Linked DNA regions of Mus musculus: regions 2, 3 and 4 are each linked to region 1. A link is a contact called in public Hi-C and promoter capture Hi-C data. All regions are on one chromosome and are shown on one strand. Each heading gives the region's core, a stretch centred on a gene start, on an enhancer-like site or on the middle of the called end of the contact. The rest is flanking DNA. Distances are from core to core; before and after follow the strand shown.

Region 1 (7,181 bases), core at 1,627-4,126:
TCCCAGAACTAGGGAAGCTGAAATGGAGATTGTGAAATGGAGGAACGACTTTAGCATAGAACGCAATAAAAGATGAAACTGAAATAATGAAGGCCTGTCATGGCTCATCAGGGGCTTGAGCAACTGTATGCAACAGGAGGAAAGTTTTAAAACAATCATATATTTTTGTGCTGGTTATAGTGTAACAGCAATAGATGCTACCTGCTGTGAAGGGTAATCTATGATACTGAGCTGACAAGATGGCTCAGTGAGTAAAGATGCATACAGCCAAGCCTCAAGATTTGAGTTCAAACCCTGGGGCCCACACTGTAGAAGAAGAGGATCAACTCCTACAAAGTCTGTATGTGCAACAAGGCATATGATCATATGTACACACTCAACACCCCCCTACACACACACTAAGTAAATAAATATATGTAACAACATTTAAAAATGACAATCTTTGGGATGGAGAGATGGCTCAGAGGTTGAACACACTGACTGCTCTTCCAAGGTCCTGAGTTCAATTCCCAGCAACCACATGGTGGCTCACAACCATCTGTAACATGATCTCAGCACCCTCTTCTGACATGCAGGCAGAATACTGTACATAATAAATTTTTTTAAAAATGACCATCTTGGAGCTGGGCAGTGGTGGCACACATCTTTAATCCCAGCACTTAGGAGGCAAAGGCAGGTGGATCTCTGAATTTGAGGCTAGCCTGGTCTACAGAGTGAATTCCAAGACAGCCAGGGTTACACAGCAAAACCCTGTCTCAAATATATATATTTCCTTATCAATATAAATATCTTCTTTTATATTATGTGTAGGGGTATTTTGCTGTATATATGGCTACGCATCATTCACATACCTGGTCCCTACAGAGGCCATAAGAGGGCATCAAACCCCCTGGAAATTGGAGTTACAGACTGTTGTGCGCAGCCATGTTGATGCTGGGACTCAAACTCTGATATTCTAGAAGAGGATCTTCCAATGGTCTTAACTGCTGAGTCATGTCTCCAGCCCCATCAGTATTACTCTTTAACCAGACATAGTGGTAAGAAACTTCCAGGACTTAAGTTGCAGTAGAACTGGCCACAAGTCTGCAATTCAGAATTACTACAAGACTATCTAGTAAATCCATCCTGCTTCTCTAGCTCTGTGCCTCTTGGGAATATATCTGCTCTTTGGGATGGTGTGTTGGTCCCAGGCATTTATGGGTTTGTTTTTCAGCACTCATAACAATCCAACCCAATACTAAATCAACTAGGCTCAACCAAGTAGTTCTTTTGTTCCAAATATCAATAAGGATATTCACATGTTCTATATTTAGTTAGTAGCTTGCTAGGTTTGAACTGCACAAACTTATTTCCTTTATATGTGTAACTGTCAGGTGGGGTTTCTAGAACTCTGTGAGGAATGACATAGACCTGTCTATGCAGCAGGACACCCAGCCATATTTATATCCTTGGGAGGAAGGAGAAGCTTCAAGCCTCTTACAGCCTAGACACAGAAGTGGAAGACACTTATAATTCACTCTATTTGGTCAAAGCAAGTAACTTAACCCCAGCATTCAACAAGAGAAAAAAATTCACCTTTTGACAGGAGAACCAGTATGCTCATAACATGCAAGAAGGAGAGGCTTGTTAGTAGACATTTATGCAGAAAAAAATCCACCACGGTAGTAATCAGTACTGACCACAGTGGTGGTCAGAGCTCAGCTGTTCCTTGCCAAGGTGCAGAAGAGATAACTAAAAATCTTAAGACCAGTTTTGGCACAGTACTTAAGCAATGCTGAGTTTTCTGTTTAGCCCGTGGCTCTCTTTATGGCTCAGGATGGTCTTGAACTCACCATGCCTTCCTTCCTCAGCATCCTGAGCGCAAAAATTACCAGTGTGAGCCACTGAACACGGATAATGATAAAGATGATAGTAACGATGATGACTGAGGCAAGGTCTCACATGTCCCAGGATAACCATGAACTCTTCTTGCTGGACCTTCTGAGTTTGGGGATTACAAGTCCCAGTGCTAAAGATTAGGCAGGCTATCTGCTAAATTAACTATATCCTCAGAACTCATTACTACTCTCTTAACAGCTTTTTGGATCCATCTAAGAAGACCGCACTGGCTCTTTGTACACTTTACAGTGGTATATATGAACCAAACAGTCTTTCTCCATTATGATCCTTTGAGTCCTCCCCAGACCCTTTTAAGTCAATACTGGAAAGTTAAGTTTAAGATGGTTAAGTGACTTGCTTCAAGTCATACATTAAGCCAGTTAGAATGGAGAAGTCCACATTGAAAAATGTCTCCTTTCACTAAGTGTTCTGCTTTTCATTCACTCATTTAACAAAGCATATTGTTTGGGACACCTACCATATGTGTGAAGGAATGTACATACGTTATATAATGACAATTATTTATTGAATACTTTATATGATTGTGTCAGTGGATACTTAACATAAGCCAATTATAAAAATAATCTAGAGCTGGGCGTGGTGGCGCACGCCTTTAATCCCAGCACTCGGGAGGCAGAGGCAGGCGGATTTCTGAGTTCGAGGCCAGCCTGTCTCGGAAAACCAAAAAAAAAAAAAAAAAAAAAAAATCTAGAAATCTCTGCCCCATTTCACTGACGACAAAAACGCAGTGTAAGGGAAAGACAGAGTCCTACCTTCATAGTTATTACGGCCGATTAGTAAGACTATATTATAGTCAAATAAATATTTAAACATATAATTACAAATTACTCTAAATCAGAAGCTGTCAGAGAGGGTTTACCATGCTTTCCGTTTCACAATTAAGGTCCCGGGTAACCCTGGCAACGACTCTTTCTGCCAATACTAAAGAAAGCATCCAGGGAGCGCGCCTATTTCCACACACCCCCATTACCCACAATGCAAAAGGAGTAGGCGGAGGAGCGGGTCTGCCAGAAGTCAATATGGCTCCAATAGTTACACCGTACGTTCTCTTCACCTAGTCAGAGACCTCACTGCCAAGGCCAATCTGCCAAGGAGAAATTAAGCTTCTTTTACCTCCTCACTACTGCGACTACAGAAGAATCTGAAGCCAGGAGTCCCCTTAGTGGAGCTACACTCCGTAACCACAGAAGCACCACTTCCGCTGACGTCATCACGCCGACACGTGGATCCAAGATGGCGGCGGCGATGGTGAGTGAAGGAGACTCCGGGAACCGGAGCTGGAGCAGGGCCCCCCTGGATAGCCCAGGACCTTCCAGCGCCCCATGCCTGGTTCCCAGCCTCCTCCAGAACCCCTGCTCGGGTTACCCTTGACTGGGTCGGCCTCTACAAAGTCCCTTTCTCTAGCCTTGGCATGGCATCTAGGCTTGTCAGGGCCTGGAGTTTTAGGGGAGGTGCCGCTTGGAAGGAAGACTTCGGCTCATGCCTTCACGGTTCTCATTTCAGCTTTCGTTCCCGCCCCTTGTCACCCCTATTTCCCATTTCTTCCCCTCCAGGCTTTGTCTCCTCCCGAGAGGCCCCCGTTATTTCTGCCTTCGCTCCTCCTCCTCACGTTCATACCCAGCTCTCCACATACCCATCAGCCTAACCAGTCTGCGGGTGCCACCTTGCTCGCACCAGCCCGAGCCTTGTCCTTACCTGCACCCTCAGCGGTTCCCATAGCGCATCCCGCTTGATTGCTGCTGTACCAGGGCATCCCATGCCCATCATCCCATCCCCAGGCCCTGCCCTTCTCCTGCCTTTTCTGTCAAAATCTGTCTCTCCTAAAGTGCTTTTATCCGATTGGTTCTTAAACCCCACTGTGCACGGGGATCTTGGGTTGTTGGTGGGGAGGCATGTTTAAATAGTTTCCTGAGCATCACTCCCAAAGATTGCAATACCTTAGGCCATGCTCAGGAATCTATAGTCTCACAAACAGTCCTGTGTTTATAATGGAGGTGGTCCCTGGGTTACCGTTTAAAAACACCTCTGGCCCTGCCTGTCTGTATCCCCCTCCCACTCCACACAGCTCCTTACAGATAAAGGGTCACTATCATGAAGCTGACTAGAATTAAGTCTCTTTGTGGATGAGAGTGGAGGTAATATACCTGTGCCTGAAGGATGAGTCACTAGCTGACTTCTGTTTATCAACCACAGAATTAAGTTTTTGAAGGTCAGATTTTCTAAGAGAAGTTCACCTCAAATTCTGTTTGCCAAGAAATGAGAACAAAAGTCGAAAGTGAATTTTCCTGGGTGGTCTTGTACATTGCTGCCTCAGAAGATAAAATTAATTCCATCGTGGTAGTGAATGACAAGAAAGACTCAGAGAAAAAGCTTGTGACATTTGACTCTACTGAAGGAAAATTCTTGCTTAAGTTATTTGATGTTGGTTTTCTCTAAACAGGGCCAGGTTAATTCATGAAAGGAGTCTGTCCTGTTAGCAGACGGCTGACTTTTTTTTTTTTTTTTTTAAATTAGGTTCCTTGTTTATAACCCCAGAAATCAGGTAAAAATGTTCAAGGTTTTGCGGATTGTAACCCCTTTTGTGGAGCACTTGCTTGAGCGTACCCAGGAGCCTAAGTTCGATATTTGGCTCTGTTTAGGGGAAAAGCAGATTCAAAGCTTTCCCTGGTTTCTGTGGCCACAGACTTCAGTATGAATCATGAAGAGGGGTAAATCCCTAAAGTGGGATGTTGAAATCCTTTTTCTCCTTTATCACATTCAGAATAAGGCGAATGTGAAGCCAGGAAGTCACACCCTTTCTTGTTCATAGAGAGTTTAGTAAGGTGGCATTTATAGCACTGCACAGGGAAATTCCTGCCCTGTACAGAGCTTTTAAGAGTTTATAAGTTAGCAATATGTATTTCTGGTGTACGTTTCTTCATTCAGCAAATATTTGAATGTCCAGTGACTGCCAGGAACTAGGTATATGACTGTCAGAGGGTCATGGTCCCACCCTCGTGGGCCCACTCTCATTCCAGGAAACCTGCCTGGTGCTGCTAAATGCTGTGAGGGTAGCAAGGTGACGGGATGGTGATTGGCAGTAACTGGGCATCATAGCTGGGACGGACTGACAGACAAAACACAAACAAACAAACCAGCTTTGCAAAGAATGTCCCAGGCAAAGAAAATGGCAAGTGTGATGGCTGAATGACATGTTTAAGGAATCTATAGAAGACTTTTAACACCGGAACCATGGGGAAGGGTAGCGTAGCAAACAGCAATCAGGGACGAAACCAGAGACAAATAAGAACCGCACTTGCTAGAAGTAAGTGTGCTTGTGATTGGTGCATGGTGTAGCTCACGGTTAGCAATCTGTGTACTGGATTTTGAAATAGATTTTTCTATTAGGTTGGCTTCACTTCCTCCTACCCTACTGGGACAACATATCAGGGGAGCCAGCTTGTTCTTAATGTGCAGATAGACCATAGAAACCAATTTTTTTTGTTTTGTTTTGTTTTTTTGTTTTTCGAGACAGGGTTTCTCTTTATAGCCCTGGCTGTCCTGGAACTCACTTTGTAGACCAGGCTGGCCTCGAACTCAGAAATCCACCTGCCTCTGCCTCTTGAGTGCTGGGATTAAAGGCGTGCACCACCACGCCCGGCAGAAACCAGTTTTTTAAAAAGATTTTTTGTTTATGTGTATGGGTACACTGTAGTTGTCTTCAGACACACCAGAAGAGGGCGTCAGATCACGTTGCAGATGATTGTGAGCCACCATGTGGTTGCTGGGAATTGAACTCAGGACTTTTGGAAGAGCAGTCAGTGCTCTTAACCACTGAGCCATCTCTCCAGCCCCATGGAAACCAATTTAACTCAATTCAATAAATAGAGAATGTGGCACCTGGGAGGCTGAGGGATCTCTGTGAGTTCAAGGCTAGCCTGGTCTAGATAGTTCAGAGAGCTAGGACTATGTAGAGAAATTTAGGTAGGTAGGTAGGTAGGTAGATAGATAGATAGCATGAATGGAGAATGTGCTATATACTGAGCCCAGTTTAAAAGGCACTCAAGAAACTGCGTGTTCAGTGAAAAGGCACAGAAGCAAGTTTGTACAGAGGTGTATGTGGAGTCACAAGTAGGTATGAATTTAGTTTGTGCCAAGCACATTACTACACAGAAGTGAGTACTGTTCCCACCCCCTCATACATGTAAGCTATTTCATAACCATTTTGGGTGGGGCATATAGATCTAATTTGGAGTGGATCCACTTCTGAGGCAAGTCATACAGAAAGGAACTGAGCTAGTGGACTTGGTGGCCGTGTGAAAAGGCTGGTGATGTGGGGAGGCTGTTTTCCTTTGAAAGTTAGAGTTGTGGGTATGCAGTGCAAGGGCTTTTCCCTCCCTCGCTTACATTCATGAATGGCTCTAAGAGTTGTGCAAATGCTACCCAGGTCTACTAAGCACACAGTTAGTGTTTCCTGAATCTTCAGAGTACAACTTCTCTGGCCATAGGAAAAGGAAGCCAGGAGTTTGCCTTCTGCCCTGGATTCTGCACTGTATAAAGTTACAGCATAGAATTCATCTGGCTGGGCAGAGTTGAGAAGCAGACTCATCATATCTTATTACAGAAAACTACTCTTGGCAGTATTTTAATGGAACTTGGGAAATGCCCATTGAGTACATTCATGGGCATATAATACTCCACTTCCCTTATATCATCTCCTCACACTATCAGCTTCTATTATGGTTTTATCTCTATGAATATGATTCATATACCACAAAATTGCACCTTCTTAATAAAATATCTTTTTACATTTTATGTGTGTTTGCCTGCATGCATATATGTGTACTGTGTGCATGCCGGTGCCTGAGGAAACCAGAGGTCATCAGAACCGGAGTCACGGAGGGTTGAGAGCCACCTTCTGGGTGCAGGGACGCAAACCCAGATCCTCTGCAGGAGCAGTGAGGACTTGTAACACTGAGCTCTCTTACGCACACAGCTGAGTGGCTTTGGGTGTGTTTAGAGGATCACTGTTTAATTCCAGAACATTCTCATCAGCCTACTGACCTGAGAATCACTCCTGGCCGTTCCCAGGCTTCGCTCCCTCAAGCCTCTGGTAGCCACTGCTTTTCTGTGTCTCTGAGGAGTTACCTTTTCTCAGTTCATAGAAAGAGAACTTACAGTGTGTGGGGGTTGTTTTTTGTGTGTGTCTAGTAAAAAGTTTATTATAAAATATTCGTCTTTAATTTGGCAGACACAAGAGATATGAACAAATGCAGTTATTAGGAATATTTTGAATACAGTCT
Region 2 (7,181 bases), core at 1,946-4,445, 160 kb after region 1:
GGATTTGTAGCCCTTGAGGCTAAACTGGTCAGAGTTCATCATGTCCAAGTTAAAAAGCTCAGAATCAGTCCGGGTGGTGGTCCGCTGTCGGCCCATGAATGGCAAAGAAAAGGCTGCATCTTATGACAAGGTGGTAGATGTGGATGTGAAGCTGGGGCAGGTGTCTGTGAAGAACCCCAAAGGCACATCCCATGAGATGCCCAAGACCTTCACCTTCGACGCTGTGTATGATTGGAACGCCAAGCAGTTTGAGCTCTATGATGAGACGTTCCGACCACTCGTGGACTCTGTGCTGCAGGGTTTCAATGGCACAATTTTTGCCTATGGACAAACAGGAACTGGGAAAACCTATACCATGGAGGGAGTTCGTGGTGACCCTGAAAAAAGAGGGGTCATCCCCAACTCCTTTGATCACATCTTCACCCACATCTCTCGATCTCAGAATCAGCAGTACCTGGTCCGGGCGTCTTACTTAGAGATCTATCAAGAAGAGATTCGAGACTTGCTTTCAAAGGATCAGACCAAAAGGCTAGAGCTCAAAGAGAGACCAGATACAGGAGTGTATGTAAAGGATTTGTCTTCTTTTGTCACGAAGAGTGTGAAGGAGATAGAGCATGTGATGAATGTGGGAAACCAGAACCGGTCTGTCGGTGCTACAAACATGAATGAGCACAGCTCACGGTCGCATGCAATCTTTGTTATCACTATTGAATGCAGCGAGGTGGGCCTGGATGGTGAAAACCACATCCGGGTAGGAAAGCTGAATCTTGTAGATCTTGCTGGCAGTGAGCGGCAAGCCAAGACTGGAGCTCAAGGGGAAAGACTGAAGGAAGCCACCAAGATCAACCTGTCCCTTTCCGCCTTGGGTAATGTTATCTCTGCCCTTGTAGATGGCAAAAGCACCCATATTCCATATAGAGACTCAAAGCTGACCAGGCTTCTCCAAGATTCCCTTGGTGGCAATGCCAAAACTGTGATGGTAGCCAATGTGGGGCCTGCCTCTTACAATGTAGAAGAGACCCTGACCACTCTGAGATATGCCAACCGTGCCAAAAACATTAAGAACAAGCCAAGGGTCAATGAGGACCCAAAGGATGCTCTGCTTCGAGAATTCCAAGAAGAAATTGCTCGGCTCAAGGCCCAGCTGGAAAAACGTTCCATTGGCAGGAGGAAGAGGCGAGAGAAGCGGAGGGAAGGTGGTGGCAGTGGTGGGGGTGGGGAAGAGGAGGAGGAGGAGGGAGAAGAGGGTGAGGAGGACGGGGATGATAAGGATGATTACTGGCGGGAACAGCAAGAAAAACTGGAGATTGAGAAGCGGGCCATTGTAGAGGACCACAGCTTGGTTGCAGAGGAGAAGATGAGGCTGCTGAAGGAGAAGGAGAAAAAGATGGAGGACCTGCGGCGAGAGAAGGATGCTGCAGAGATGCTGGGTGCCAAAATCAAGGTACTGTACCCTTCCGCAGCCCTTTCCCTTTCAGTTCCTTTTCTTAGATCAAAAATATTATACAGTAAGACCTTGGCATGATGACAACTGCCTTTAATCCCCACACACTGGAGGCAGAAGCAGGTGGGTCTCTTGTGAGGCCTATATAATAAGTTCAGTACAGCCTGCTACAGGGTGAGACCCCTGTCCCCAATAAAAGTCAAAACCTAATTACATGTATGATAATTGTCATGTATGTGTGCACTTTATGAAGACCAGCAAGAAAACCAGTGCCCAGGCATTATTGCTTCCATTAAGGAATAGGGTAACTCTTTTTCTACCACCTGCTCCTCTTCTTCTCCTCCTCCTCCTCTTCTTCCTTCTCCTCCTTCATCTTCCTCCTCCCCTCTTTCTCTCTTTTTCTCTTTCTCTTTAAGAACATCTGTATTTTTGTTTTTGTTTTTTTGTTTTTGTTTGTTTTTTCGAGACAGGGTTTCTCTGTATAGCCCTGGCTGTCCTGGAACTCACTTTGTAGACCAGGCTGGCCTCGAACTCAGAAATCCACCTGCCTCTGCCTCCCGAGTACTGGGATTGCTGCTGTGTGGTTGTGTTCATCACTATGACTGCTCCACCACGCCCGGCTTGAACATCTGTATTTTTAAATTTTTTGATATTTCTTTATTTTTTTGAATCAGGGTTTTTCTGTGTAGTCCAGGCTGGCCCTGAGTCACAGCAATGCTCCTGTTTTAGCCTACTCAACAATAGAGTACTATGCCTGGCATTTTTTTTTTAAGGTAGGGTGTTGTGTAGCCCAGGATAGCCTTGAACTTGATAGTAGCTAAGAATGAACACAGGCATGTGCCACCATGCATGTTTTATGTGGTGCTGAGTATCACAGCCCTAAGTGCATGTGGGACAAACACTGCCACTTGAGCCACAAGGGCAGTCATCAGGAAGCCAATGTTTGTTGTTCCCTTGCTTGTCTAGTTTCACGTGGGCTGTTACTTAAGGTGCTACCGCAGTTTGCTTTTTCGTACCAAACTTCTGTCCCTAAGAACCTGTACTGATGCCTGCTGTGTGGTTGTGTTCATCACTATCACTGCTCCAAATACTCTGTGATGTTCGCTCCACTTTCCTCTTAATGTGGGCTATTTCCATGTTTCCTGCAACCATTCTTGTGCTTGGCTCCAGGAGACTATGTACATGCAAGAAATTGCTGGTACCCTTATATTCTACAGTGAGTTTTTTAAAAGAATTATTTATATTTTATGAATATGAATACACTGTAGGCTGTCTTCAGACACACCAGAAGAGGGCATCAGATCCCATTACAGATGGTTGTGAGCCACCACATGGTTGATGGGAATTGAACTCAGGACCTCTGGAAGAGCAGTCAGTACTCTTAACCACTGAGCCATCTGTCCAGCTCCCTCAGTCCCAGGGACTCTTGGTCCTGCCTCATCCTGCTCCTTCGCCCATGCCCTGCTGCACAACAGCTTCCCACCAGGGCTTCAGCCGTGGCTCTCATCCAGGAATTCCTCCTGTTGCAAGGGTGTGGTCCTAAAGCAGTCTGGCTGTGCACTCCTGTTTGGCATACCTGTCCATGCTTTCTGAGGCTCTCAGGACCATGCCTGGTTTCCTAACTGGGATCTGAGGCTTTTGCTCCGACCTCTCTTGGCTTTGTCAACTTCCGCATCCTACTCCTGGGCTAACAATGGGGGTAGGAGTGTTTTCTTAGTAGATTTTTATTTTTACTTCAGCTTTTTGTGTGGCTGTCCCTTCAGACAGGAAGCTGTCCCCAACTTCCTCTGAGAGCTCGACTCCTTGCCCTTTAGTGTGCCTCTCCCCTTAGTTCCTCACACTTCCCTCCTGAGGGCATCCCAGAGCGTCTGGTCCAAGCCTGTTTACCTGTCTATGTCCCTAGGTGGGCTCCGAGCCTCACGGTCCTCACTGCCAGCAGTATCTCTGGTCTGGAGCACACCAGCTATGTTTAGTTTGTGTAGAGTGGGGTTAGTGCTGTGGATGAACAACCCAGTAAATGACTTGGTTAAAAAGCCCAAACCCTGAAAAGCACATATGTTTCAAGCTGCCAGACCTTCAGTGTTGTCAGATGGGGTCCCATCCTGCTATGGGCAAGGCAAATGTATTTTCCCCCAGACTTTTTTTTTTTTTAAAGATTTATTTATTATTATACATAAGTACACTGTAGCTGTCTTCAGATGTGCCTGAAGAGGGCATTAGATCTTATTAGGGCTACCATGTGGTTGCTGGGATTTGAACTCAGGACCTTTATGGAAGAGCAGTCAGTGCTCTTACCCACTGAGCCATCTCCCCAGCCCCAGACTGTTTTTTGCTTGTTTGTTTTTGGGGAGGTTTTGGTTCTTTGTTTTTTGTTTTTTGTTTTTTTGTTTTTGTTTTTGGACAGGGTCTCAATATGTCCTCTGGGCTGGCCTGTAACTTGCAATCCTCCAGCTACAGTCATATGTATGTTGGGACCACAGGCATGGACCATTATGCTTAGCCAGGCATAAGCCTGTTCTCTAGGTCTTCCTGTGAGGGGTTATGTTGTAGGATGGACCACAGGATGGATTTTGCTTTGTTCCTCACTCAGGCCATGGAGAGTAAGCTGCTTGTCGGAGGAAAAAATATAGTAGATCATACAAACGAACAGCAGAAGATCCTGGAGCAAAAACGCCAGGAGATCGCAGAGCAGGTAACCTTGCATTCTTGTATGGGGAAGAAGGCGTGCACTGACATCAGGGCACAGAGCAGTCAGCAGTGGGATGAGAGCAGCTCCAGAGGGAACGGACAGGAGCTGTCAGCCCATGCTAGCCAGAGCCGACTGGGCGCATCCAGCCCATAGTGTGTAGACATGGTCACTAGGGCAAGCTGATGGATTTTGTGGTATTGCTCAGAAACGTCGAGAAAGAGAAATCCAGCAGCAAATGGAGAGTCGAGATGAGGAGACCCTGGAACTGAAAGAGACTTACACCTCACTGCAGCAGGAGGTAGACATCAAGACCAAAAAGCTCAAAAAGGTAGGAGATGGGTGCTGGGAGCCTGGGGGAGGGGCACGCCTTCCTTGGTCAGCCTTTCCTCAGCTGTGTCTCTCGGCTCTAGCTCTTTTCCAAGCTTCAGGCCGTGAAGGCCGAGATCCACGACCTCCAAGAAGAACACATCAAAGAGCGCCAGGAGCTGGAGCAGACGCAGAATGAACTCACCCGGGAGCTAAAGCTCAAGTGAGTACCTGCAGGCTCTGCCATCTACCATGTTCAGGAGTGACTGTCCTGAGGACAAGCCACCTGCTTGCCAGCTCACCCTCAGCCACCCCACTGTCCCCTGCTTGGTCCTGACAAGGTCCTTTTTCATTTCAGCCTACTTTCGTGAGATCACCACAGAGTCTCCCCGTTCCTTCTCCCTCATCTTCTTGCCCCTTTATTGTAAACATTTTTCTCCTGATCTAATGACATCTGAGTACTCATCAGCCAGAGTACTTTAAGACCATTCATTGTTCTCATGAAATGGACACGGTTTCCTATAGCCTAGTCTGGCATCAGATGTGTTGTGTAACTGCAGTTGATCTTGAGCTCTGGATGCTATATGGCATCACCCCAGTGCTGGAGGTCAAGCCCAAGGCCCCACGCAAGCACTCCTATTGAGCCGTGAGCCCTGGCCCCTGAGCAGTGTGTTTTAATGCTCTGTAGATGATAGAGTGCCACAGCATGTCATCTCAGCACTTGTAAGGTTGAGGCAGGAGGATCACAAGCCTAGCCCAGACCACACAGTGAGATCTTGTCTTAAAATAAACAACAATGAAAAGCCAACTCTGTTGGTGATTTTAGTGTTTCTAATAAGCCAACAAGATGCTGGATCAATCGATCGATCGATCTTTCTTTCTTTCTTTCTTTCTTTCTTCCTTTCTTTCTTTCTTTCTCCTTCCTTCCTTCCTTCCTTCCTTCCTTCCTTCCTTCCTTCCTTCCTTCCTTCCTTCCTTTCTTCCTTCCTTCCTTTCTTTCTTTTTTTTTCTGAGACAGTCTTATGGTGTAGCCCTGGCTGATACAGAGCTTACTAGGTAGACCAGATCAAACTCACAAGAGAGATCCTCCTGTCTCTGCCTCCCTATGCTGGGATTAGGTTTTTTTTAATTAATCAAGTTTTAGCTTTTGAACAGAGCAATTAAAATTCAATGTGCATAAGGCTGTTTAAGAGATGACTCAGTAGTTAAGAGCACTTGCTACTCCTACAGAAGACTGGGTTCCCAGCACCCACATAGTGGTTTATAACCATTTCTAACTCTAGTTCCAAGCAAAACAAACAAACAAACTCATGCATGTAAAATAATCTAAAAACGATCAGGGGGAGGGGCTGCAGAGGTAGCTCAGCAGTGTGCAGTGTGCAGCCCCGGTGACTTGGGTTTGATCCTTAGAATGCACAGAGAGGTGGAAGGAGAGAATTTTTTTCACAAAGTTGTTCTCTGACCTCCATACATGCTCTTCTCAGGAATCATCTTTATTTTTTGTGTTCAATTCTTCTTACTAACTTGGATGATTAGAATGGACAGTGTTTTAGCTCGGACAGCAAGTCGCAGGGGTGAGAGAGCTTTCATCCCTAACCTACATTCAGCATTGTAAAAGCCCATCTACTTTGGGTAGTAAATATTTGTCCTAGGATGGCTTCTATGTCACCCTCCCCAAAAACACACATACACACACACACATACACTCACTCACATCCTTATTCTGCTTGTACCTGAGTAGGAATGACCTGTCCATATTCCTGGGACAGACCTGTCATTTCTATACTGCAGTCTCTCTGTATCAGTTGAGGACCAGGTGTCTTTCATGTTTGTATTTCAGCTCTGTGTATGATATTGGCCTATAGTACTTGCTCAGTAAATGTTTGCTGAGTGACTTGACTCTTGCCATATATAGCTCCATATATTCATGTTCACAGATAGACAGCACTTTGACTTATTTTGTTATTGTTGTTTTTGGAAAAAGAATTTCACTCTAGCCCAGGAGGGCATCATAGATTCAAGGGAACCTCCTCCCTCAGCATCCCAGGTAGCTGAGACTGTATGGGTATGTGCCATTGCCTGGCTCTATGTGCAGTTTTCATCTGTATTCTCACCTATGTGTATTTTTACAGGCATCTTATTATAGAAAACTTTATTCCCTTGGAAGAGAAGAATAAAATTATGAATAGATCCTTTTTTGATGATGAAGAAGACCATTGGAAATTACATCCTATAACCAGACTGGAGTAAGTCATTGTGGACCTAAAGTAGATTTGCTTGTGGGAAAACAAAGAATGTTGCCAAGAGGACTGGGGCACTGGGGTGTGGGAGAGTGCACTAAACCTGGAGCTGGCCTGCTGATGTTGTGGCACCACAAGCCCAGGAGGTACAGGCCTGGGTACTCATTTTAACACTAGAACCCGGGAGGCTTTGTCACTCATGAACTAGTTAGGTATAGCGTTTCCCATGATCTCAAATTTTCCTGTCCCCTGTAAAGTGAAGTGTGCTAGGCCACAGGACAGGAGTTATGCTGGATGTTACCTGTCAGGGATGCAGGACTGGTAGTACTGGTACTATGCTCGTCTGCTGTCTGAGAACAAGATAGTGACTGGGGTCCTTTCCAGGTTGAAAGAAACATGATGCTCACATCTGAGTCAGATGGCGCCTCAAGCAAAAAGCTAAGCAGTTATCGTCAGGCATCATCTATCAAGCCTTGGTCTCAGGAGTTCCTGCTTTGAGTTC
Region 3 (7,181 bases), core at 2,139-4,638, 150 kb before region 1:
AACCAAGGTAGCCAAAGAGGTTGGGCAACTCCACTTCAAGGTAGTAAGTAGGGTGGAACATGCTAGAGGAGGATACCTGACATCCTATTCTGACCTCTGCATGTACATACCCATTGACACACACACCACACCACACAGACAGACAGACACACAGGCTCATGAAAAACCTCACTTATCCATGACCCTTTACAGCTATGGATGGCCTTGGCCAATGAGATTTTGGTAGAGAGTGACCTTATTTTCAAACAGAAAGCAAAAGCCTCATATGGAAAAGGCCCTTTGTCTTTCCCCAGCCTGATACACAGTTTGGTTTTCATTGCTGGATTATGACCCAGGAGTGCTGGGGAAAGTAGCTGTGTCCTTGGTCCAGCCCCAGGACACCTTACCTTTCTGGATCATTTCCTTCGTCTTAGGGTGAGGCATTTTGATGAACATGTTCCCAAAGCAAACCATCACATCTTCTGAAACAGCGAACAGACATTTCTTTATCACGTTTTGCTTTTTTCTTTTTGAAGCACCTATCACCTGACTGGCACATTTGTGCTAAGAACATAGCAGAACAAAACAGTCCATGCTCTTGTGGGACTCATGTTATAGCAAAGGTGGGGAATGAACAAGGTTGGGTTTTTCAACATACTGCTAAGAACTAGCATGAAAAATTATATTGACATTATATTGGGCATTTTTGTTTCTTTAAAAAACAAAACACAGAAATACTGTAAGAAAATGTTTTCATTACAATCCCAGGTGTGCGATGTGGGGCTGCTTCAGACTGTCCACAGCAGCTGACTATGATTTGCCTCATGCTCTGGTATGATTTTGCCAGCTGCAGATAGTTTCTTCCAGTGTGTGATTTTTGGAATTCTGAGGACTTTTGAGAAGGTGAAACATTGCTAGGGCCATGAGAGGCAGGGTTGTTGGTCACAGTTTTTTAAGTAGACATATGCAAAGAAATAACAAGAAGAAATTAGATATCCTGAAGATGAAGATCAAACTTGCCCCAAGGACTCAATGCCCCTAATCAGCAGGAAGTGGTCTAATGAGAACGCTGCCCCCTTTCCAACCCCAGACTTTATTCAGGGAGCGTTTTCCTTTCCCCTCTATCCCTTTTTCTCTCTTATCAAATGTTAGGGGGTTGAAAAGGTGGAAGAAAAGGGGTGAAAGGTGGAAGAGAGAAGAACCCATAGAATAGCAAAAGGACAAGCTATTTAAAAACCAACCAACCAACCAAAGTTGTTTCAAGTGCTAGGGAGCATCAGAGGACAGGTTCATTATGGGGATGTGACATCGTGGATATGACATCCAGGCGAGACCTGAGGAAAGCGAGGACATGTCACCCACAAACATGTGGGAAAACAGAGCCAGGCAAACAACAAAGGGACCAGTGAGTGCGTGGGGTGTGTGGGGCTGGATCATGTGGAGTCTCGAAACAGCTCTGGGTTTCATTCAGGTGAGATAAGCCAATGGAAGCCCTACATGTCAGTGCCCTTCACTGTGGCCGGAATGCTGCCCACCTTTCCAGAAATGCTTCATGTTGTCCCCTTAGTGGGACATGGCATGGCTTGACTTGCTCATGCCACCAGCCACAGCAGCCACCTGGCCTCATCTACTGAGCCCCATCTCTTCCCTCCAAGACAGTCTCGACACCCACCCATGGCCAACTCCATCTTTAGCTTTCTCACAATTTTCAGTTATGTGTTTGTGCTGCTTTCCTCGTGTGGAACATAAGGGCAGAACTATTGCTTTTATGTGCGGTGAGCACTCTCTGCATCTGCCATCAGTGAGTGAGGAGCTAATGGCCTGTCACTGAAGTGAGCATCTAAAATTCTGAGTCACAGCATATGTCTGACCTGCAACGCTCGCTCGCTCGCTCTTCTCCTCAAGCTGTCTAAGTTTCCCACGAGGGTGAGTCACACAGTCCCAGCCTCCTGCCTGGTTTTTACCAGGGATAATGAAGTCCTTCAGAAGACAACTGAACCGGCTTCCAGGGCTTCAGTAAGGATGTCGCAACTTACCAGAGACACTCAGGTCCTTCTGTAGGGCCCTCAGGCCCTCTCGGTTCTGATTCCTCTTGGTGTCCAGGTCTACAATCTGAAAACAGGAGCAGATGGGGACTCAGCTGCCTCCAGCCCCAATCTGAAGAGACAAGGTATCATTTCTGGCTAAGTTCCAAGGTCTTGCCTAACATGGAGGACTCAGGTGGGAAGGTGCTTCTTTACCCACTCAGCTTCCAGCTCCTCTGCTTCGACACAAACCTCCTTCCTCCAGAGAAGGTGCTAGGAAAATGCCTGCAGATTGAATCATTTTGTGTCATCCAGTCAACCTTGAGAGTGTACCAGAGTCACCAGGGAGTGAGCTGAGTGTCTTCTCTAGACAGTGACTACTGACACACTCTTGTTAGGTAACTCTGACAGTCTCACCAGACACTCAACCATACTGGACTGGAACAGCTGTGGCATGGTACCACTATGACAGCTAACTACTCAAGAGGTGACATCTGGGGCCGCAGCTAGTGAACCACCAAGCCTTCTCAAATATAGACCACAAAGAACCATTATGGCCATTATGACAGCGTTTGAAGACCATCAAATATATCAAGTATATGTCTCGCCCCATCACTACCATCTGGTCTAACTCTAGACCATCGGGATCACCTGAATGGTTCCCCGCTCTCTAGGAAGCAGCCAGAGAGAGGCATTTAACATCCAAATGCACGCCTATAATCCCAGAACTCAGGAGACTGACAAGGATAGACCACGGATTGTTCAAGGCTAACCTAGACAACACAGTAAGCCCTCTAAAGTTTAGAGTCTAAAGCAACCGATCCCCAGCACGAACTCCCTTTAGGGACTAACCACTTACCACAGAAACAGAACCAAGCACCCCTTTCGGATCTACGAGGCCCTCAACCCCTCACCCCCGCGCCCGACACCCACACACCCACACATCACACCCACACACCCCAGCGCATTGCCCAGACACATGCCGCCCATGTCTCAGTAACCTGATTCACGATGGGCCAGGGACTGCGTTTGGAAAGTGGTGTCAGGGGAGCCTCCCGCAGACAGTGAGAATCCAGGAGACCAGCAATGACCGGGCAGGGTGAAAGGAAGGCGACTATCCAGCACAGAACCAGTGCTCGCTCCGCGCCAGGCCGCTGGGACCAGTGACGCCGGAAGACCGGGTGAGCTCCCTGCCACCCCGCGCACTTACGCGCTCGCAGCCGCCACGTCTCTCACCTGCCGCTTGTCCGACAGCACGGCCTCGGCCAACTCCTCTACTTCGACCAGGTACCGCAGCACCCGCTCCGCCTCGGGGGACAGCATGGTGCCACGCACCTCTTCTGACACACTGCTACAACTTCACCTTGGCTCCTTCCGCGCACGCGCTGTTCTGGGACTTCCGGCACGCCTGCGCAGTGAAAAGAGCAAGCGCCGCAGCGGGGCTCCAGAGGGGCGGGGTAGGCTTTGGGAGCGGGGCAGGTGCGCCCCCTACAGGCTCTGAAGGAGCAACACAACGCACTGTCCATTTCCCTCCCTTCAAAGGGTTCCTGGGCATCCACTACATACCAGATTGGGTGTCAGGAACGCGGCTGCAAATAAAACATCCCGACTCTAGGAACGTCGTCCCATTGGAAAACAACGAACACTGAAGGCAAAATAATTACACATTATGGAAGGTAGTGATAAGGGATTTGGAGACACAGAGATCATAAAGTCCCGGTTTAACGACGCCCAGAAACTGAGTGTGGCAGACAGACTCATATTTTAATCCACGACGTTTTCAGCTTCCAGTTTGTAAATAATGGGTGATAGAAATTCCCCTCACTCTCTCTCTTTCTCCCCGGAAGATGGAAAGGAAGCAGTAATTATTTTAAATTGCATCTGGCTGCAGCATTTGTTGAATCTAATGTCCACAGTAGCAAGCCGAGATTCACAGAAGGAGCTGGAAACTGTCCAGGGGAGCAGTGGAGTGTCAGTAAGAGCGTAAGAGTGAATTAGGATCCAGGACTTCCCAGAGGAGGCGTGTGTGTGTGTGTGTGTGTGTGTGTGTGTGTGTGTGTGGTGACTGCCTGACAGAACCGGAGGGGTCCCCCAATGTTGCAAAGCTGGAGGCTCAGACGCTGGGCCTGGGAGTTTCTGCCTCACCAATCCTCTTTTGTTTTTCCGTGTGCGAAACTGGAATTACCCCAGTGCCTCTCAAACACCACGCTCTACCACTGAGCTATATCTCATCTATTTTCTTGTGTGGTGTGTGTGTGTGTGTGTGTGTGTGTGTGTGTGTGTGTTGCATGCGTGTAAGGGTGCTCTGTGCTCCTGCAGACACAAGCAGAGGCCAGACAGATTAGGGTGTCAGGTGTCTGTCTCTCCCTGATATTCTCACCTTATTGTCTTGAAATAGAGCCTCTCCTTGAAACAGAAGCTCACTTTTGGGCTAGGCTTGCTAGACATTGAGCTCTCTGGATCTGCCTGTCGCTGTTTGTTGCTGCTCACACAGCCATGTCTGGGTTTTTCTGTAGGCGCTTGAGATTCAAACTCAGATCCTTATTCTTGCAAAGTGAACACTCTTCATTCACGGAGCCACCTCCCCTAAGGCCTAACTCTGAGGTTCACTTTTTAGTCTCCTTTTTTGGACTCTGGGAAACTTAGCCCATTCATATTCTTTGCCTCACTTGAATTTCACGGACACTTTTTTTTTCTCACAGGATTATGCCTGTTTAGTTTTATAGCTGCAGGCTGAGGCTGAGAGAAGGGCTAATCAGTCACAAATTCCCCGGGGTGGAGGGTGCTGGTCTCTTTTTCACAACTATCTATGGACATTGACAAACTGTGCCTCACGAAGCCTGGAAACACCTCTTTCTTGTCTGGCTTTGGGCTACCTTCAATTACTAGAGACAGACAGTTTTCTCTGCAGCTGCGTGGTGTGGGGATGGAGGAAGCTTCATTAAGGATTCCTCATAGAGGGTGAATTTGTCGCCAAACCCAGGATGTTTTGTGTAAACACCTTCTGGTTCAGAAATGAAGGCACAAGCCCTGTGAAAGAAGTGGGGGTATTTGCCAAAGGAAAAATGAGTCTTCCAGGAATCCCTGGGGCCTGGACCCTAGTCCTGCATCGTCTCTCCACCTTGGGGCCAAAGATGGCTGGAAAAACGGACACCTCTGACCCCTGCTGGGTGGTCCTGCATGGAGAGAAGTTAAGAAAGGTTCCATGTTAAATTTCTTGGCTCCGACTGACCCTCGGGGCCACATCTGGTCATTGGATATTGCAGAGAAGGTCACACATATCCCCAAGGGTCAAAATGAACAGATTGTGAACTCTGGGATATCTCTGATATTACCTAACTATTCATGTCACAAAAATGTAGCAATTTCCCAGGCTTAGAGATTCATGAGTTTACTGTGAGCAGAGCCGGGTGTGATGCCTGCCTTCGGGCTGGGGAAGCAGGGGAGAGGACCATTGGCAGGGCTATAACCAAATGCATCCCGAGTCAAGTGTAGATAAGTGTTGACAGGTTCCCCAGTGATGCAAGGTGGACAGGGAGAGATGCAGGAACCGTTTGGGATAAGGTAGTTAGGGAGGGCTTCTCTGAAGAGGTGGCACTGGAACAGACATGGGGAGGAGGTAAGGGGGTGAGCCATGAGGGTATTTGGGTGAGGTGAGACAGCATTGCAGGTAGAGGACACAGCAAGTGCAATGACCCTGATCCAGACCTGTGACCTGTGACCTGTCTCTGCTCACTGAGGCAGGGTCAGTGGCAGGTACCAGGTAAGGTTGTCAGTGGAATGAAGCCCTAGGAAGCAAAGGGAGGGATGAGTGACCTCATCCCCCGCATCTTTACTTCTCTGTGGGGTTGCCAGTGATGCTCCTCATGTGGGGCTGCTGCATCCATCCACATAAGAGAAGGGTCGCTGGACCAAGGGGCTGTGGGGATTCTCAGGACATTTGCACACACTAGCCCTTAGCCTGGTTTGATTTTCTGCCAGCCCCTTTGATACTACAGCCATAACACATCTCCATTTGTCATATCTCCCCTCTGTGTTGTATGTCCCCACCTCTGCATCTCTCTCTCTCTCTCTCTCTCTCTCTCTCTCTCTCTCTCTCTCTCTCTCTCTCTCTCCCCCTTCCTGAGCATTAGCTTCTTGAAATGGAGTTTGTGAATGGAAGTTACCAGAGAGAAGTCATACCTACTTTAAAGAATTGATTGACTGATTCAAGCTCTGTGATTGTAGAGAGTTGGAATGTTGCAGATTCAGAACTGGACTATCCTGTGCTGTCTCTGTTCCCCTTCCTAGCCATTCCTTGCCCACCTCTGTTACCTTATTTTATTTTATTTTATTTTATTTTATTTGTTTGGCTATCAGGTAAAAACCTTTGAAATATATTTTAAGTAGACCAGAAGGTACCACACCACCCAACTGCTAAGGATGCCAGCAGATAGCATCTAAACCCTGTAAAAGCTTTTCCCATTTTGCATTTCCTTGTCTAACTTCAGTCCCACCAACATATTTAACACATAGATTGAATTTTACCTTTGTTTTGTTCTATGACTAGTAAGAGCTCATGTAACCTGGGCTGGGCTTGGTGGCTCCTGCCTTTAATTTCAGCACTCTGTGAGTTCAAATCTGTCCTAGAAAGCACAGAGTTTTCTGGGCCAGCCGGGTTGGTATTGTGAGACCCTGTCTCAGAGACAAGCAAACAACAGAATAACTCACGGAACTTTTGTCCACAGTGGAGTGGTCTCATCTGAGTCTGTGTTTGGGGCAATGAACTCTCATATTTGGTGGCTCAGAATAAACTCTCTTATTCCCTTTGAGATGACAGCGAAGTTTGCCCTGGCAGGACCTTGGCTGTTCAGTTCACTGCTGTATCTCTAGACCAAGACTCAGTCGGTGATTGTGGGATGAATGTGAGGGTGGACTTTCTGAACCCTGGCATATGGTAGATGAGCAGAGCCAGCTCAAGGTAACTAGTTTGCTAACCCAGCTGTTAAGTCCAGGCTGGGTGGCCACATGGCTGGTATATTGTGGAGGCAATTAAAGCTCTAAGAGAATAACTATCTTCCTCCTTCTTGTTTTGTTTTGGAGACAGGGTTTCTCTGTGTAGCCATGGCTGACCTGGAACTTGCTCTTGCCTCAAACTCAGAGATCTGTCTGTCTCTGTCTCCCAAATGCTGGGATTAA
Region 4 (7,181 bases), core at 1,292-3,791, 130 kb before region 1:
TTGTCCAATGTTCTGGAGGGGGTTTAAAGTTGTTCGTTTGTTTTTGATACAGGGTCATGCTATGTAGCTCGGATTGGTCTGCTGCCCACTATGAACCCCAGAATAGCCTTGGATTCACAACAACTCTCTTGCTTCACCCCTGCTCCTTACCCTAAGTGCTAGGATCACAGGTGTTTGTCACAATGCCTGGGTCTCATTAGATGATGTTTGTTTGTTTTCTTTATTTTATTTTATTTTATTTTATTTTATTTGAGACAGGGTTTCTCCTGCAGCCTTGGTTGTCCTAGAATTTGCTCTGTAGACCAGGCTGGTCTCAAACTCATAGAGATCTATCTGCTGCTGCCTCCCAAGTGCTGGGATTAAACGTGTGTCCCACCACTGCCCGGCTTTTATTTCTTTTATTTTAAAATACTATTATCTAGAGTTATATAAGGCTATCTTCATATTTTCATAGGCTACCAACTGAGTACCAGACCTAGCACCGAGCACTAGAAAGTCTCAGGGTAAGGAAAAGTAGGTGAGTTTCCCTCAGGAAGACCCCAGGCATCTCTAAACACTCACACATGCGAAGATAAACTGCTTGCTGGTGTGTCAGTGTGAAGAAAGGAAAGGCCAGGGTGCTGTGGCAGCGATAACCAGAGCATTGGGGAACATTCCTGAGGGTCAGGAAGCAGGGCTTCTGTGGGAAGACCCTCTTAAAACATCCCATTAATAGTTGTCCTCACTGTTGTGCTAGCAGGAAGGCATGGTGTATCCTTTATTTTGTTGTTCTATGAAGCCAAGAAAAACTGAGTGGTTTACCCAAAGCTGTGGAATCATGCAAAGACTATAGGTGTTCAACACAGATTTCTTTTTTTTTTTTCTGGCATCAGAGCATCAGACTGTACAGCCTGATTTCTGCTACTGCAGTTATCAAACTGTTTATGGGATATATGGAGGCTTCCATTTAGTTAGGACCCAGAGGTGGGATCCTATCTTTGCGGGTCCCATCCGAGCAAGCACCTGTGAAGTCATCGATACAGACCTCTAAGGACTAACAATGGGGTGTCAGGAGCCAGGCCGACTCTCTGACCCCACTTAAGGTTCTATATATATTAGATTGGCTTCTTTAGGAGTGATGAGTCTTTCTGACTGAAACCTCTAGCCTCCTGACAGCCTAAACATGGGCTGCTGGCCTCCAATCCACCTTGGAAAACTCCCTTAGCCCTTAACACCTCCCCTCTGCTTTTAGCTTTAGGCAACAGCTGGTACCCCAACCTCCCAAGCATCACTGAGACCAAAACGGTCCCTGGACACGAAAGGGAAGCCAGGCTGCAGGACAGCAGATGGCTGCTCCACCCAGCCCAGGGCAGCTGTCTCTTCTATCTTCCCTGTCACTCTGAGGCAGGGTGGTCCTTCCACCTCACTTCCTCCCCTCCTCACTCTTCCTCACTCCCTTGAGTTTTCAAAGCCTATTCGAGAGCCACGTTTGAATTTGTTTCTAACACTATGTGATTTTAAGCCACTAAATGTATCTTTTGACTCTATGTTTTCTCATCTATAGAATGGGCAGAACAATATAGACCATATAAATTGTGAGACTAAAATGATTAGCGATTCCTCATTGCTTAGAATAATGACAAAGAAATGGTTCAGTGTCCTAGGATATCCCATCCAAGCCAAGGTGTAGTTGTGTGGGAGTACTCAGGCACATGAGAGACCCCTAGCTCCTCTCATGGACTGTGTTTATAATGTTCCTCTGTTCTCTCCAGTTCCAGGCTGCTGCTTTGTGATCCCTGCTCCACTTTGGCTGCCAAGTCTTCTTGCTAAATCCTGACCTAGCCACCTAACTCCTCAGCTGACATTCTGCAGCAGGTGCCCCCGTTGTCACCTTCTGGCCCTTCAGGGTCCAATCCATCGGAAATCGCCAGTTTTATCGTTCTGCACCCCCACCCCCTCTTCCGGACATCCTAGAAAATGTGGCCTCCAGTGGTGATGGGAGTAGCTGTTTGCACTTGCTCTTTCCTTCCCAAGGGGTTCCCTCCCATCCCTTTCCTCTGCCTTGCCTAATCAGGCTAGTGGCCAGATGAACGCGGTTCCTAAAAGAAAGGTGATCGAGAGACCGAGAGACCGCAACTCAGAGAACCGCAGTTTCTCAGCTTGAAAAAGACAATGAGAAAAGAGATCTCTCAAGATCAAAGGAGGGGATGAAACAATAAGTGAACACGGGGGAACTAGGAAGTGGCGTTGGAAGGAGTGACTGCTAACGGGTTATGGCAGGTGCCCAAGCAGCTGCCCCCACCCCTGTCCTTTTATTCTCAGACCTCGGCCTCCCACCCTCCTGGGACATTGCAAGACCCAAACCACCGGAGGTACCACAGGAGATCAATGGAAAAGGAGAGGATAGGGCGGGGGCAGTCAAAGGGGGAGGCCAGAGGCAGAAAGCATGTGGTTGGGCCCCACGCCTCCGAGGAAGCCATGCGAGGGTGACCTGGGATGCTCTCCCCACCCCGGCCCCCTCCCTTCCCAGGGGGCGGCCCACATCCAGGCCGGAGCCCGGGCGGGGCGGCGCCGGCAAGGATGAATAATTGAGGTAGAGGGGAGGAGGAAGAGGAGCGGCGGAGGAAGAGCGGGAGGCGGGAGCCGCCCGCGCAGGGTCCTCCCCACTCCGCACCCCACCCGCTCCGCCGCCCGGAAGTCGCTCCCCGCCTCCTGCTCCGCCAACATGGCCGCGAAGTCGGATGGAGCGGCGGCCGTGGCCGGCCCGGGGCCCGAGGGGCCGGCGGGAGCAGATCGGGGCGGGGCGGGAGGGCGCGGGGAGGCTGCGGCGGGGATCGCGGGCCCGGGACCGGTGGAGGCGGGGTGCCCGGGGCCACGCTACGAGCTGCGGGACTGCTGCTGGGTGCTGTGCGCGCTGCTCGTGTTCTTCTCCGACGGCGCCACCGACCTGTGGCTGGCGGCCTCCTACTACCTGCAGGGTCAGAGCACCTACTTCGGCCTCACCCTGCTCTTCGTGCTGCTGCCCTCACTGGTCGTGCAGCTGCTCAGCTTCCGCTGGTTCGTCTACGACTACTCGGAGCCCGCGGGGACCCCGGGACCCGCCGTCAGCACCAAGGACAGCGACATAGTCGGAGCCGCCATCAGCACCAAGGACAGTGCTGTCGCCTTCCGGACCAAAGAAGGTAGCGCGGAGCTGGTCCCCCGGCCCGCACCATCCTCGGCCGGCACCTACCGCCGCCGCTGCTGCCGCCTCTGCGTCTGGCTACTGCAGACCCTCGTTCACCTCCTGCAACTCGGCCAGGTCTGGAGGTAGGAAAAGAGCAGGTGAAGGAAGCTTGAGTCTGGGAGTGGGATGCCGCCCCAGATCTGCTCTGGCCTTTCTAGCCCGCCCTGCTCCTGTCCTGACCCTCACCCCGACCCACTCCATTGCCGCTCTCATTTCTTTGCAGTCAGCTCCTCACCTCTGCAAAACTCTGTTGGAACCATAGCTTTGATCTGGCTAATGGGGCAAGATGGGGTCAGAGATTCTGAGTGATGTATGCAGAGAACAAGGGGACACTTGGAACAGGACCACAGCGATCCTTCCAGTCCTGACCCTTCCCCCATGTCCAGGTACCAAGCCTCGACTTAGGAAACCACTCAGAAGTCCTCCCTACCACTCACAGGCACTCAGTTTAGAATTGCAGCCCACCCCAACATCCTGGAAAAGGCAGCTAAATGACTATCCCGCCCAAACTTTCTGGTTTTGTAGAGAAAGGGCCTGGGGTGAACCCAATTCAGCACTGGTTAGCTCCTACTTCCTAAGGAGCTCCACAGTGCCGTCCCATCCCCCAAAAGGGACCAAGGAGATTTGGAATCTTGACTCTGACACTAGATGGCTACTGGCTGACCCTTAGTCTTCAGACCGGATGCTGAGGCTTCATTCAAACTGTTCACTTGCAGGCTTCATCCTTTGCCAGCAAGTAGGGTGCCTGCTGGGCTGAGGTAATTGGAGAGAGGGGGAATTCTAAACCACAGCTCCTCTCAAATCAGGATTACTCTAGTTCCTTGGGCTGTACTCTGCGGTGACAAAATGGGTTTGCTTACTGTGTGATCTTAGGCACACCTCCTCCTCCCTCCAAGTCTGTTCTCTCACCTGTGAAATGAGAGGAATCTCTGCTCTTCTCATCTTGCTGGCTTACTGTTTTGTTTTGTTTTTTTTTTAAACATGTTGGGATGAGCAGGCAAGAGGAGGTCTGTGTGGGGACTCTGGAGACTGGAACATATTTTGGGAATGTCAGGGATTACCGCGATTATAACGGAGGTGTGGAAAGCACAGGGAAAGCCACTCTTCAGATATAGAAGATGGTTATTTACTCTGTTGCATTTGAATGGATTCTGCCTAAGTCAGAAGACTTTGTTCTGAGCTGAGCATTGGACACTGGACCCCTGGTGTTTGCCCCAGCTGCTCACTTGCTCTGTGTCACCCTTGTTATTCTGTTGGCTCTCTCTCTGCCTTAGTTTCCCCATCTTCCCCAGCCAAGATGATGTGTATTCTACTTCTGTTGCCCCAGAGTAAGGGGAAGAGGAAAACACTATCCATGGTCTTATTATTATTAGCTTGACACACAAAAATATTCATGTCTACATCCAGGAACTAATCTGCATTTATCATTCTGTGCCCAAGTGGACAGATGGTGAGTTATTTTTAGATTCTGAAATGGTAACTTCCTATTCTGGGTAGCCAAAGCTTCATCCCCCTTTCCCTTTAGCCTAAAGTGGGCCAGCTGCCCCACAACTCACAGGCTGCCTTCCTCCCCATTCAGAATCCACATACACGAAGCTAATAGTAATCTTCTTTCTTGAACAGAAATTGAGTTTCCCTCCAATAGGGAGAAGAACTGAACTAGATGGGCGGAGGGTGGGGGGGAGTGGCTGGAAATGGTTGAAGGCCCATTGAACTCCATGGTTCCCAATACAAATAACTCTCCCCGATATTTTCACTGTTCTACACTGGGAAAGTGAGAGCTGGGATGAGATGACTTGGAAGGGAAAACAGTCAATGAGAAGGGGGAACCTAACTTGGGGAGGCCGTTTGTGTCCACTGCATGGCATTTCTAAAACTCAGAATCTCTCTGGGAGAAACAAAACAAAACAAAACAAAACAAAACAAAACAATCGACTGTAATACTATCAGGCCTGTAAAAATCTTAGATGTTAGAGTTTATTTTTTAATTCTTCCTCTCAATTGCATTTCTTTTAAACATTTACTTAGGCACTCGAACCCTAATTTACAAGGCTATTGTAATTATTTTATTAAGTCCTTGATTTCTGCCAAGCCTACTGGTTGCCCCCTTCCCTTTTTTTTAAACCTTCATTCTCTCCTGTGTCTTCTCTAATAATTCCATCCTGTGCTTAGTATTATAATTTTCATTTGGCAGATGAGGGAAGGGAGGCTGGGGTGGGGGGACACCCTTGCCCAAGGTCACATAGTGATCAACTGGGAGCTTTGGAACTCAAGATTCTGCATCTTCAAAACCCAAGTTCAATTTATCCACCTTGCAATCCTGCCACCAAAGTGTTCCCCAAAGCTTGAAGAATTATGAGTCTGAGATTGTGAGATTGCACGGTGATAGAAAGTCCCGCTGCTGTTTCATAGAGATAAGAATGTGAAGACCAGGGGGGCGGGGGGAGACAGTCGAACCGAGTGGGTGACGATGAGGAAACTGTACTGTGGGAAAATGCTGCATTTGGGGAGGGTGTATTTTCAGACGACTTAGGTTTTCATCTTGGTTTGAGAGTGACCTTGGGCCAGGCTCTGTCTGCTTCTGAGCCTCAGTTTCTCTGTGTGTGAAATGCCATGATTAGATGTGGTGATCCTAAGATGTGATATCATTCTCATGATCCATAATGATGTGGTACAGTTCCATGTGACCACCTGCTGCCCAGAACAGTTTAAGGTCATCAAGGTCAATTTGGGATCCTCCCCCAACACCCTCTCTATGTCTAGGTTGTAGAATTGCATCCTCTGCCTCCCAATATGCCTGCCCTTTGGACAGGTTCTGAAATGAGTTCATCACCTGTGGGGTATTTTGTTCCATGCATGGGGCTGGGGTCCACAGAGAGCTAGAAAGCAATTACTGCCAGCTTGACTGTTCAGTAAATTCAGACTCTGCAGTCAATTAGGATAGATCTCAGAGAAATGGCTATGGGGAATGAAATGTGCCCACCAGGCCACATTAACCAGGCTATAGTTCTGACTCTGGGTCTGCTATCACTGAATACTGTGGACCCTTGTCCCACAAACTTTGGATTCTTAAACTGCCGTGGGCCTAGATAAATAGGAACATTCAGAGGAAGTAGAGAGAAGCCATGCAGTCTGGCATGCCTAGAAATTAAGTGGTGTTGGCACATGTTGGCTTACCACATGAGGTATTCCAGAAGATGTTCTAAGCGGCAAGGCTGGGGCAACCAGAGAAAACTGAGCCCTCTAGGGCGACACCCGAGAGACTGCTGTTTATTCTCTTCCTGATCCTACACTAACTTAGTTCTAAATTTCACTCAGAAAGACAATCTCAACTCTCCAGGATTGCGCAGTGCCTTCAAAAGCCAGGAGGAGTCACTTAGACAAGGGCGCATGGGGTGTCAGACAAGGGGGCAGTGTTATGGAATACAAGTGTCCTAGACAAGATACAGATACCACCTGGTCACTCTCTAATGATTCCATGAGAAATCATGGGTCCAACATTGCCACATCTTGATTTTTTTTTTTTAAGGGCAATGGGAAATTGGAAAATCAACTACTAAGATGTTTAAAAAAAAAATAGTGTCAGCAAGGGCCAAAAAAAAATGACTCTGTGAGTAAAGGTGCCTGCTACCAAGCCTGCCTGACAACCTGAGTTCACTCTCTAGGACCCACAAGATAGGAGAGACTGACCCTGACAAGCTGTTCCCAGGTCTTTACATACCTGTGCAGTGGCACACACACATACACAACCAACCACACACTCACGCACAACTTAAAAAGTAGCATCAGCCAAAGGAAACATTGGAGCGAGGCGTTCTTTATATCACCTCTAGCAAACACTTCACACGAGCTATAAGGTCCTTTAGTCAGAACATCACATGAAAGGAAGGGGCTCACAGACACCGCACGCCTGCCGTGTGCTAACAAGGCCTGTGTGAGAGGTCCCAGGCATCCTGTATTAAAACCTTCCCTCTGT

The links. Promoter capture Hi-C pulls out the DNA fragments that hold promoters and counts their contacts. A called contact is a pair of places that touch in the nucleus more often than the background predicts. Capture Hi-C pulls out chosen DNA fragments and counts their contacts.
Region 2: a Hi-C map of bone marrow-derived macrophages shows a contact between it and region 1, with 28 read pairs. The contact joins the enhancer-like site here to the promoter of Tm9sf4 in region 1. A contact is called at or near these places in 16 of 39 promoter capture datasets (the C10 cell line, the HPC-7 cell line, HPC-7-derived erythroid cells and 10 more), 1 of 15 datasets of contacts at CTCF or cohesin (the NIH/3T3 cell line), 5 of 484 Hi-C or Micro-C datasets (the AML12 cell line, ECoMG-derived neutrophils, Th2 cells and 2 more), 13 of 115 datasets of contacts at active chromatin or transcription factors (the 230-238 cell line, DN3 thymocytes, the SCID.adh cell line and 6 more) and 5 of 9 other capture datasets (adipose tissue, embryonic stem cells, liver and 2 more).
Region 3: a promoter capture Hi-C map of adipose tissue shows a contact between it and region 1. The contact joins the promoter of Pdrg1 here to the promoter of Tm9sf4 in region 1. A contact is called at or near these places in 12 of 39 promoter capture datasets (the 3T3-L1 cell line, 3T3-L1-derived adipocytes, the C10 cell line and 7 more), 2 of 15 datasets of contacts at CTCF or cohesin (the NIH/3T3 cell line and large pre-B cells), 4 of 484 Hi-C or Micro-C datasets (the N1E-115 cell line, cerebellar granule neurons, cerebellum and 1 more), 7 of 115 datasets of contacts at active chromatin or transcription factors (bone marrow-derived macrophages, effector CD8 T cells, embryonic forebrain and 3 more) and 4 of 9 other capture datasets (adipose tissue, liver, macrophages and 1 more).
Region 4: a contact with region 1 is called in a promoter capture Hi-C map of pre-B cells, with 7 times the contacts expected there. The contact joins the promoter of Xkr7 here to the promoter of Tm9sf4 in region 1. A contact is called at or near these places in 20 of 39 promoter capture datasets (the 3T3-L1 cell line, 3T3-L1-derived adipocytes, the C10 cell line and 13 more), 4 of 115 datasets of contacts at active chromatin or transcription factors (the SCID.adh cell line, embryonic stem cells and large pre-B cells) and 2 of 9 other capture datasets (adipose tissue and liver).

Annotation. Positions count from the first base shown.
Region 1 is chr2:153,158,425-153,165,605 of GRCm38.p6, forward strand. Tm9sf4 (transmembrane 9 superfamily protein member 4) reads left to right here and starts at 2,877. Exons shown (of 18, transcript NM_133847.3): 1 at 2,877-3,147. The coding sequence starts at 3,133.
Region 2 is chr2:153,316,241-153,323,421 of GRCm38.p6, forward strand. It overlaps Kif3b (kinesin family member 3B), which reads left to right. Exons shown (of 9, transcript NM_008444.4): 2 at 1-1,444; 3 at 4,035-4,136; 4 at 4,339-4,461; 5 at 4,544-4,662; 6 at 6,572-6,685. The coding sequence starts at 41. Among named protein-coding and RNA genes, the nearest start is that of 2500004C02Rik, 26 kb to the right of the region's middle. Within about 2 kb of position 3,196, at least 68 of the 459 cell types and tissues checked have an H3K27ac peak or open chromatin away from gene starts, as enhancers often do. A contact at or near this core is called in ECoMG-derived neutrophils, the HPC-7 cell line, adipose tissue and 5 more, where this site is marked.
Region 3 is chr2:153,011,995-153,019,175 of GRCm38.p6, forward strand. It overlaps Pdrg1 (p53 and DNA damage regulated 1), which reads right to left and starts at 3,389. Exons shown (of 5, transcript NM_178939.2): 1 at 3,240-3,389; 2 at 2,016-2,091; 3 at 387-461. The coding sequence starts at 3,326.
Region 4 is chr2:153,029,311-153,036,491 of GRCm38.p6, forward strand. It overlaps Xkr7 (X-linked Kx blood group related 7), which reads left to right and starts at 2,542. Exons shown (of 3, transcript NM_001011732.1): 1 at 2,542-3,288. The coding sequence starts at 2,705.